Regions from separate parts of the Sus scrofa genome. Here region 1 is linked to region 2. A link is a contact called in public HiChIP or PLAC-seq data. All regions are on one chromosome and are shown on one strand. Each heading gives the region's core, a stretch centred on a gene start, on an enhancer-like site or on the middle of the called end of the contact. The rest is flanking DNA. Distances are from core to core; before and after follow the strand shown. Region 1 holds the start of SUPV3L1 (ATP-dependent RNA helicase SUPV3L1, mitochondrial). Region 2 holds the start of DDX50 (ATP-dependent RNA helicase DDX50).

The links. HiChIP or PLAC-seq counts read pairs in DNA pulled down with a chosen protein or histone mark.
Region 1: a contact with region 2 is called in an H3K27ac HiChIP or PLAC-seq map of alveolar macrophages. The contact joins the promoter of SUPV3L1 here to the promoter of DDX50 in region 2. A contact is called at or near these places in 2 of 5 promoter capture datasets (fetal skeletal muscle and liver) and 1 of 2 datasets of contacts at active chromatin or transcription factors (alveolar macrophages).

What each region holds. Positions count from the first base shown.
Region 1 is chr14:72,241,968-72,246,938 of Sscrofa11.1, reverse strand. It overlaps SUPV3L1 (ATP-dependent RNA helicase SUPV3L1, mitochondrial), which reads right to left and starts at 1,413. Exons shown (of 16, transcript XM_001928898.6): 1 at 1,217-1,413; 2 at 1,061-1,214. The coding sequence starts at 1,339.
Region 2 is chr14:71,986,803-71,991,127 of Sscrofa11.1, reverse strand. It overlaps DDX50 (ATP-dependent RNA helicase DDX50), which reads right to left and starts at 1,991. Exons shown (of 16, transcript XM_005657388.3): 1 at 1,394-1,991. The coding sequence starts at 1,483.

The sequences.
Region 1 (4,971 bases), core at 164-2,663, 260 kb before region 2:
ATAGTAGCATGTAACAGACATTCAGTAAGTATTTGACAGGAATAAAAACTGCCTACTTCACTGGGTTATTAGGAAGATTAAATGTCACATGCTTAAAACAGTATTTATCTCTAGCAAACGCTCCCTATTAGTCACTGCTATTTTAAAAGAAGAAGAAAGAATCACAGAGGTATTCTAGGCCTAAAGGGTAGCATATACTAAAGGCCCTGAAGCACAAGCTCACATCTCACCAATGTCGCTGAAACAAGGAGAGTGCTGTGCAATGAAGCCTCTCCAAGAGGTACTCAGGCTAGACCAGGCAGGGCCTTCCAGGCATATTAGAGATTGAAGCCCCCTTTCAACTGGGGACAATGGAAAAACACTAAACAATTTTTTGCAGGGGAGCAAAAGGATTAGGTCTTGCCACTTGCTGATGCCAAATGATTCCTTTCTCTCTGGGGCCCACAATGATCAGAGTACCTACCACCTTTGGGAAGCACACCCTTGTCATGCTTTAGTTTGTAATACAGTTGGTCATCTGTATGTGCTTCCTTCCTTCCCATGAGAATATAAGGTTCTGGAGTGGAAGAGATCTGGATATGAATCTGGTTCCTCTTGACAGCCACTATACAGCCTAACACTGCGTCTAGTTTGTGTAGGTGCCCAGTCAGTGACAAATAATCCTGAGCAAAGTTCTCCTCTGGCTTTTCACTGCCTCACTCCCTTGTCCTTTCTCGGGGCAATAGTTTTGAACCACCGGGGAGGAGAGAGAGGATGCTAGAAAATTAGTGGTCCACCTAACGACTCAAAAAACGTGAACTGCCCCATCACAAGAGGATGGGACAATGTAACCATTCAGAGAACAGCGAGAAGAACAAGGCCAGTTTCTGGCGCAGCACACTAAAGAATCAATGAGACACAGTCCCAAGCCTTGAACGGCTCCCAAACCAACAAGGGAGATGGACATTGACAAGCACAGTGACAACGCTCAAGGGGACCGCAAGTCTCCAGGGGAAGGAAGGACAGCTTCCTCAGCCCTACAAACACCAGCCTGGCCGCCTTCTCCAGCCCGTGCACTCACTCTTGTCCAGAGGGCGAGTTAGTTCGGCCCCGACGTCGCCATCCGCGCTGGGACCCTGAGGTTTGACAGTCAGCGGCACGAACAAGGACGTGTTCGGGGCTTTGGAGCCTCCTGAGGCGGAGGAGGAGGAGGAGGCGCAGGCGACGGCAGAAACGCGCCCGAGAGCCCAGGAAAGGGCGCAGTGTGGGAGCGAAGGGCAGAGCAGACGGCTGCCCGATGGCCAGCCTGGCGCCCGGCGGGGAGCCGAGCCCACAGCAGGGCACACCGGGGTAAGGACATTGAGGCCGCAGACTGGAAAGGAGGCAGGCTGGAGTAGCCTGGGGACACGGCGGCGGACAGTGACGCACAACGCCAGTGCCTACAGCCCGCAAAGACCCAGAACAGCAAAGCTGCCCAGGAAAACGCCCGAGTGCTGAAAGGCGGTTCATAAAGGGAAAGGAAAGCTTAGAAGTGAAAAATCAGAAAAGATAACTTCTTGTAAGTTCGTGCTCTGTCTCTCTCTTTTTATTGGAAATTGGAGCCAGCTTTCTTTAAAGAAAAGAAAATAATCAGGCACCGGTTGGGGATGTCACAGTTGAGAGGCGGGGCCTGCGAGGTGCATCACGTGACGGACGCTGGCCCTATTCAGAAGCACGTGGGCAGTGCGGCAGGGCTCAGAGGGCGCACCACTTGGAGAGGCACCTATCGGTGTAGTCGGCCTTTCTCCATGGCTTTGGGACTCCAAGTTTTCAAGAGCATTTCTGGAAAGTTCTTTGGGTTATTAACTTTGGTTTCCTAATGGAATAATGTTAGAGAACAAAACGATCTGCCCATCAGGATTGTTGCTAAGGAATTTTGTTCTGCAAGTGCTTAGGTAAACCCCTTGTTATGACCTGTGTGTAAGTAATTATACTCTAATATGAGCAATTTGTGTACATCCTCCTAGCAGCTGATGTATCACAACCACATGGCAAAAATATGTCCCTTGTACCTGGACCAAAGTCTAGTTTCTTTGGCATTCGTTGGATACTGTGTCACATTAGGTCGCTACATGTTAAATTCAAAAGATGCTGTTGGATTTGGGTTTTCCATATCTCTATTATTATACTTAAAACAGTAAGGTCTTGCAAGTTAAAGGAACAATGCACGTGATGTGTGATAATGTGTCAAATAGGATTTCAGTAACAGTTTGCTATGTACCTTTGATTCACAGAATACTTTTTAAACATAAGGGATTCAAGTAGACCAGCACCTTGCCCTCAGAGTTTCTGATCTGGTCTTAGTCATAGGCACAGTACCTGTTAAGCATTGGAAATACTTATTATTCTTAGGCTAATGAGAGTTCAAAGAACTATTCGTGCTGGAACTATGGGCCAGTTGTGTCATCGTTTCTCACCTCCATACTTCTAAACTATTATTGGGTGCCTAGTACAACTGCTGTCATAGCACTGAAACTATCATAATTGTGTCTTTAGAGTAGTAGTTCTCAAACTTCAGCATGCATCAGAATCATCTAGAAAGCTGATTTTAAAACAAAACTGTTGGGAGTCCCCTGGTGGTCTAGTGATTTAGGACTCAGAGCTTTCACCACCACAGCCCAGGTTCAATCCCTGATTTGGGAACTGAGACCCCACATCAAGCCACTGAACACGACGCCCACCGCCCCAGATTGTTGTGGCCCTACTCGTGGAGTTTCTGACCCAGGAGATCTGGAGTGGGGCCCAAGACTTTGAATTTATGTTTTCAGGTGATGTTGACCCTGCTAGTCCAGGGACCACAATTTCAGAACCACTGCTATGGGTTATAGTTCCTTCATGGTAGGGCCAATAAAATACCACTAAAGAAATACTCAGGAAAACACTGAATGTATGTATAAATACAGAAATAAGTGGACAGGGAAGGGAAGTGAGAGAAATAAAGATAACCCTGGTCGAAGGGAATAAAGCAACTTCTCTCTTCTTTGCCTTTGCTATTAACAAAACCTGGTTTATAAGGTTTCGCAACAGCAAATTTCTGTAGCTTCCCCCCCGCCCCACATCTTGCCTACCAAATTCTACAATCGGACATTTCTAGTATTTTTCTTTTCTTTTTTAGGGTCACACATGGAAGTTCCAGGCTTAGGGGTGGAATCAGAGGTGCAGCTACTGGCCTACACCACAGCCACAGCAACACTGGATCCTTAACCCACTGATGGAGGCCAGGGATCGAACCAGCAACCTCATGGTTCCTAGTCAGATATGTTTCTGATGCACCACGATGGGAACTCCCTGAATTGTTTATTTCTAAGTGAATTTTTGAGACTTAGTCTTAGAATCATGGAATACTAGAGCAGGAGTGGGTCTTAGAGATTAAGTAGTTCAGATTCCTCAATCTGAACAACTATCAAGTACATTTGTAGAACTTGTGGTAGTGTGGTTTATGTCCACACAGTCCTTCTATGCTCTGTCTTGCTTTGTCTCCAGGGTCTGATAAAATTCCTAGAGAGCCTAGTCTATTTCCTTTACTCTAATACTAGGTTGCATAACAGTTCTTATCCATAATTACATTTAGACTCTTTTTTTTCCTAAAAGACACCTTTACTTTTATAATCGCTAGGAAAATAAACATCCATTCATTCACACATTCCACGTGTATTGTGATAAGCAAGGTATAGCAAAACAGGCTGAATCTTTGAGAGTTTTATTAAGCCTATACAATTAAAAAGTCTTCTAAAAGTGTGGTAAGCACAGTCCTGGAGGTGTGCACAGCATACCCTGGCAGTAAAACAAAGGCCATCTAACTCTGACTGGAGATGGAGATGGTGTCAGATAAGAACAGCCTCAAGAGTCTTACAAGAAATTAACCAAAGTGCAGGCAGAAAGGCAAGCATTCTCCGAGGAGTCTGGCAATAACGAGCTGAACTGGTGTTCTGTAAGAGACTAAACTTTTACTCAAGTCGCTAGAAGATTTTAAATGAGGGAGCAACATATGAATTATGCTCAGGAGTCTTGTGACTCAGTGGGTTGCTGGGGTGGCAAGGGTTCACTCCCTGGCCAGGGAAAGTTGTCTCAATGCTGCCAGCTAGGCCAAAAAAAAAAAGATTTCTGTTCATAGAAGCCCTCAAGCCTAAAAGTGGAACTGGTATATTTAAGGTACACATATTCCTCACTATGCCTTTATCTGATATCAAACTGTAAAATGTGTTACATTTCAATCCAGGCTAATAAAAAGCCCTGGACAGTGCCTTTATGTATGTTCAACAGTTTCAGCTTAATATAAATGGAATGTAATAAATTTGAGTTTACTGACTCACATGGTAATTGGAATTGAGTATTCCAACTACTTGATCCACGCTGAAAAGGTCGAGAATATGTTACTGCACCCTAAAATTTTTAGTTAGAAGGCATTTGAGTTCCTGAAATCTGCTATCTCCCTAAAAGCAAAGCCTCCCAAAAGAACTCCGTTGCCATAAATTCCCTCACTGGGAGCAACCAAGGAAGATTAACTCATCACTAGACAGTGAGAAATTGGCCCCACACCCAAACAGACTTTGGTTACAAAACTGTTGTATCTAACACTTATTCTAAGGATTCTTTCATCATTCCTAAAAGTCTTTTGCTTTCCCATTAGTGCTCTTCATTCACACAACTTCCCCTATTAAGTCACTGCTAAGTACCCTTCACTCCCTCTTTCCCTGAGAAAGATTATACATAAGCCCCAAATTCTTACAACCCCTTTAAGTCATTTTTGTGAACTTTCTCTATTGCAGTTAGAATTGTTTTTCTTTTGTTAATCTGTCAGTTAATTAATAGGATCTCAAACACAAACCAGGGTAGAGCAAAGTTTTTCCTCCCCAACAATTCAAAACAATGAAAATTTCTTCACCAGTGAAAAATAATTAAACTGTTGGACAGTAGTTCTCAATCCTGGGTAGCTTTTCTTTTTTTCTTTTT
Region 2 (4,325 bases), core at 742-3,241:
TGTGGCTGTGGGGTAGGCCTGCAGCTACAGCTCCAATTCAACACCTAGCCAGAGAACTTCCATATGCCACAGGTGCAGCCCTAAAAAGACAAAAATAAAATAAAAATTTAAAAAACCTCACAAGGAAGTACATAAAGGCTAATTGTATGAGAAAGATAGCACTGGAAAAAGAATCCAAGGGGGAATGAGATTACTGTGTGTACAGTGGCGTGGTTTTAATAGGCATAAACTAAACCTTGATAGAGGGATAGGATTTGGATGCTAAAAGAAGACCAAGTATTTTAGAAGCAAAATTAAAATAACTGCTTGGTGATTTCACTTACATGACTTATCTAGAGCAGTCAGATTCAGAGACAGAAAGAATGGTAGATGCCAGGAGAGGGGGCAATGAGGAGCTGGTGTTTAACACACCCAGAGTTTGGGAGGATGAAGAAAATTCTGGAGATGAATGAAGATAATGGCTACAGAACAGTGTGAATGTGTTTAATGCTACAAAACTGTATATTTTAAAATGGTAAATTTTATGGTGTGTGTATTTTACCACAATAGAAAATACTAACTCCTTGGCTAGAATGGCAAGTTTACCTTGGTAATAAGGTCAGAAGAGTAGGTTCTCTGCTCTCTGGAACTATACAGCCATTCTTTTGTCAAATGTCAGCTTTCGAATTGCTTCTTTACCTTCTAAAGCTGTTTCCTTTTCTCTAGATTTCTTTCTTTCTTTTGAGGGGTGGAGCGGGAAGTCTCTACAACTCTTCTAACAGGCTCCTTGAGGGCAGGGACCACCGAGATGCCCAGCAAAGAGTCTAGCATAAATTAGGCTCAATAAATATTTGTGAATTGAATGAAAATACTATCAGAAAAGGCTATTAATAATACAACCCACACGATCTCCATCACAGCCAAATCCTGGCAACGTTGGCTGTGACACTTTTCTTCACTACTCCACTGACCCGTTATCAAGGTTTGTAAACCTAAGATCGCTTTCCCCAAGATTCTCGCATACAGGACAGGATGACGGAGAAGGAACACTTATTCAAAGCAATCATTTTTTCTTAATCATCTTCTAGACGGCCAACGAGAACCAAATGACAGGCCTCGCTGCTTAAGGAAGGAGAGGAAAGAAATAACAGATTCCACGATGAGAACTTGAGTCTGCCCATCTCGTAGGCGCCGATGAGAACGACTGGAGGACCACGGGAGGCCGGGCCGAAGCCCTTCTCCAGGTTAGGGGTGTGGCGGTGGGAATGGTCCCGGAGCGACCTCAGAGGTACGAGGGCAGCGCGAAGAGAGGCCCTCGGATGCTCCGACCGGGTTGTGACAGGCCATCGGGGAGACTCCCCTCCCCGCCCAAGCCGGCGCAGCCCAAAAGGAGGCGCGGCCCATCTCAGCGCACCTTTTGCCTCTCCTTCCTTTGGCTCTCGGTCTCCTCCAAGGGTGCTTCCAGCTCCATAATGTCCCCCCAGAGAAGTTTCCCAGGCATCATTCGCCGCAGTCGCCTCCTCCTGGGCACGGTGGCCACAACCACCTACAGGCAGCGACAGCGTGAAAGGAAGAGGGGGCAGGGCGGCCGACCGGCCAGAGCCTTGCGTCACTTCCGGGACACGCACCGACCGGCGGGGGAAAATAATCCCGGATACTCTCGTTTTAAACGCTTCCCTTGCGACACAGTCTCCCAGCCAGTGAAAGCGAGCCTTCTCGATTGGTCCACCCTTGTTCTGAAGTGATTGGCTTCTAGAGTAAAACCCTGACCAATCTCTATAAAAGATGCGCAAACTGTTTAGTATAAAAAGTTCAGGTTTTCCCCCCTTCCCCTCCCCCACTCCTAATAGCTCTTCTCGGCTAAGTGGAGATGCTTCCGGGCTTCCCAGCATGCAATGCTGGGGCCGGAGAGCCCCTCGAGTGCAGCAGAGAGGGGCTCACGCCTTCCGCGGGTTGGCGGGAGAACCGATGAGGCGCGCCACGCTCGGCCTTGCCTCCCGCCGCCGGAAGCTGCAGGCATCAGCCCCACCCATTGCGGGGTGAGGCGTTAACGTCTAACGGCTTCGCGCGAGACTAGCGTCCCGGCGTTGGTGGGAAGGGGCGTCTTGGGGTCTGGAGTGGGCTAGGTGCGCTTGGGGTGAAGGCTAGGCCGTGTCAACCTTCTCTCAAGTCTTAAGTTTTAGTAAGGAAGTTGGCCCTTGCTTACTGTAGATCCTTTCCACCCTCCCCATTTGCCATTAGAGGAAACTAATCCCCTAAGAGGGATTTACTTGTCTGTAGTCTCAGAGTTGGTGGCACAGTCGAGTAGGAAATCAGTCTTTTCTCTGCCACACCAGCCTGCAAGCTTTAAGGTTCCCAAAGCTGCTCCCATGAACATAGAATAATAAGTAGAAAAAAAACCTAAAGAAATTTAGAGAAAACAAGCCTGAATGTCACTGACAAATTGTTTATTTGCAGCGAATAAAAGGATTTTACTTACGGGGATAACTGCTCCTAAATTACAACTTTGAACAAAACTAGAAACCTTTTGATACTACAAGGGGCAAACTCCTTAGCATATACCTTTTTTTTTTAACATCATTGGTGCTGGATGGTTGGCTCCCTTTTCTGAGCTGTTTCTTTTTATCTCTTCATGATCTCTTCAACCAAGCTACTCTTTGAGTGAAAAGCAAGAAGTCAAATTGAGACGTAGGTGCAGGGGTATTTCACAAACCCCTTGACAGTATCCAGCACACCAGCCTTGTAACCTGAACATCAAATTTACCTCTTAGCAAAATTTCAGATTGCTACATGTCATGGAGTTTGGGAATTAGTCCTGAATAGCTGAAAGCACAAAGGTTAAGCTTGTAATTGCTACAGGCCTGCATAATTATGGATTGGCCTGAAGTCAAAGGTGATATGTCTATCTAAATGTTACCTTATGGATTCAGTACTATCAACAAATTGAGTATCAGTCAATGATAGTGAAAAATGCATCTCTCTCCCTAGATTATGAGACTAGCTAGGCATCTCTAGATCTGTGCTTTTTTAAAACATTTTTGTCCCACTCTCTCACACCCACTACCAATTCTATCACTGTGAAGTCTTTGTAGCCCTGCAACAGGCTGTGATGTACATAGAAAACACAGGAGTAGATGTGGCTAAGAATGTCACATGTATAAAATTGGGATAATAATAGAAATAAATGTTAGTATGTTGTTGAAAAGCACAGATGAAGTATATTTTAGCCTCTCAAGACTATTTTTAGCATTCGTTTTTATGTCAGAGGTCATACAGCATATCTGAAAAATGGACAAGACTGTACAAAACCCTACCTTCCTAAGCACCAAATTCATTGACTCAAAACTCTGGTTGCTGTCTATGTTAGGCAGGGCAATTGTATGTAAATTAAACTGAGTCATAAGTAACTTGACGAAACTGTAGCTTAGCTAAAATAGGGGTACCGCTAAATACATGTTCTCAATGGGTATAAACTTGAAAACTTTGGAATGGAGATGAGGAAATGAATAACTGTTTTTTTCACATTTGGTCCCTCTTTAAGTCTCAAGAGATTGATACTGATGATGAAATATACTGGGAGGAACATGAAGGTGTACCATAAATTATTAAAACGTACAAGTAACTAAAAATCTGCTCTTATTAGAAAAATCTTTGTTTTCTAAATATCTTGCCAGAATCACTGATACAATTTCTTTCTCAGTTTGTTAGGGTGCCTCATCTTTTGCTCTGTTGCAACGTCCTATAAAGATTTCCCTTGCCTCTGGTTTTAGATCATTAAACTCTATGACCTTAAAATATAGAAACAAGATGTCTATAAACTTGCCTCTCTCTGGTCATTCTCAAACCTAGAGGGCTAAATTTAATTTTTATTCCATAGTTAGAAAGTAAAAGGTAAAAAGAAACATTTTGAATCTGCATATCTATCTTACTTAACAAGAGGAATTGAGCCATCATTTTAAAATGTTATGACATGGAAATAATTTGAGATAGCTATAAATTGATTGAGAGATATTGGAGGTAGAGAGTGAGTGCTGAGACTACTAAGTAAGGAGAATATGAAAGAGGGACCAAGAAGGATATTTCTTCTATTGCTAGCCACATGACCTTGGCCAACTAAACTTTAAAACCCATTTTTTTGTTAGTAAAGTGGGGCAAAAATTCCTTCCCTGTTGGTAGCTGAGAGAAATATGGGGGATCCCCTGATATAACAGTACTAAAGAGACGATATACAGAGGTGCGTATATTCCTACCTTTAGCTCCAGGTTTTGACTGTGGAGACAGCTTTGAACTCATTTAGTGTGTGTATATTTACGTATGTATCTAGCTCCTAATTTAAATTATTTGGG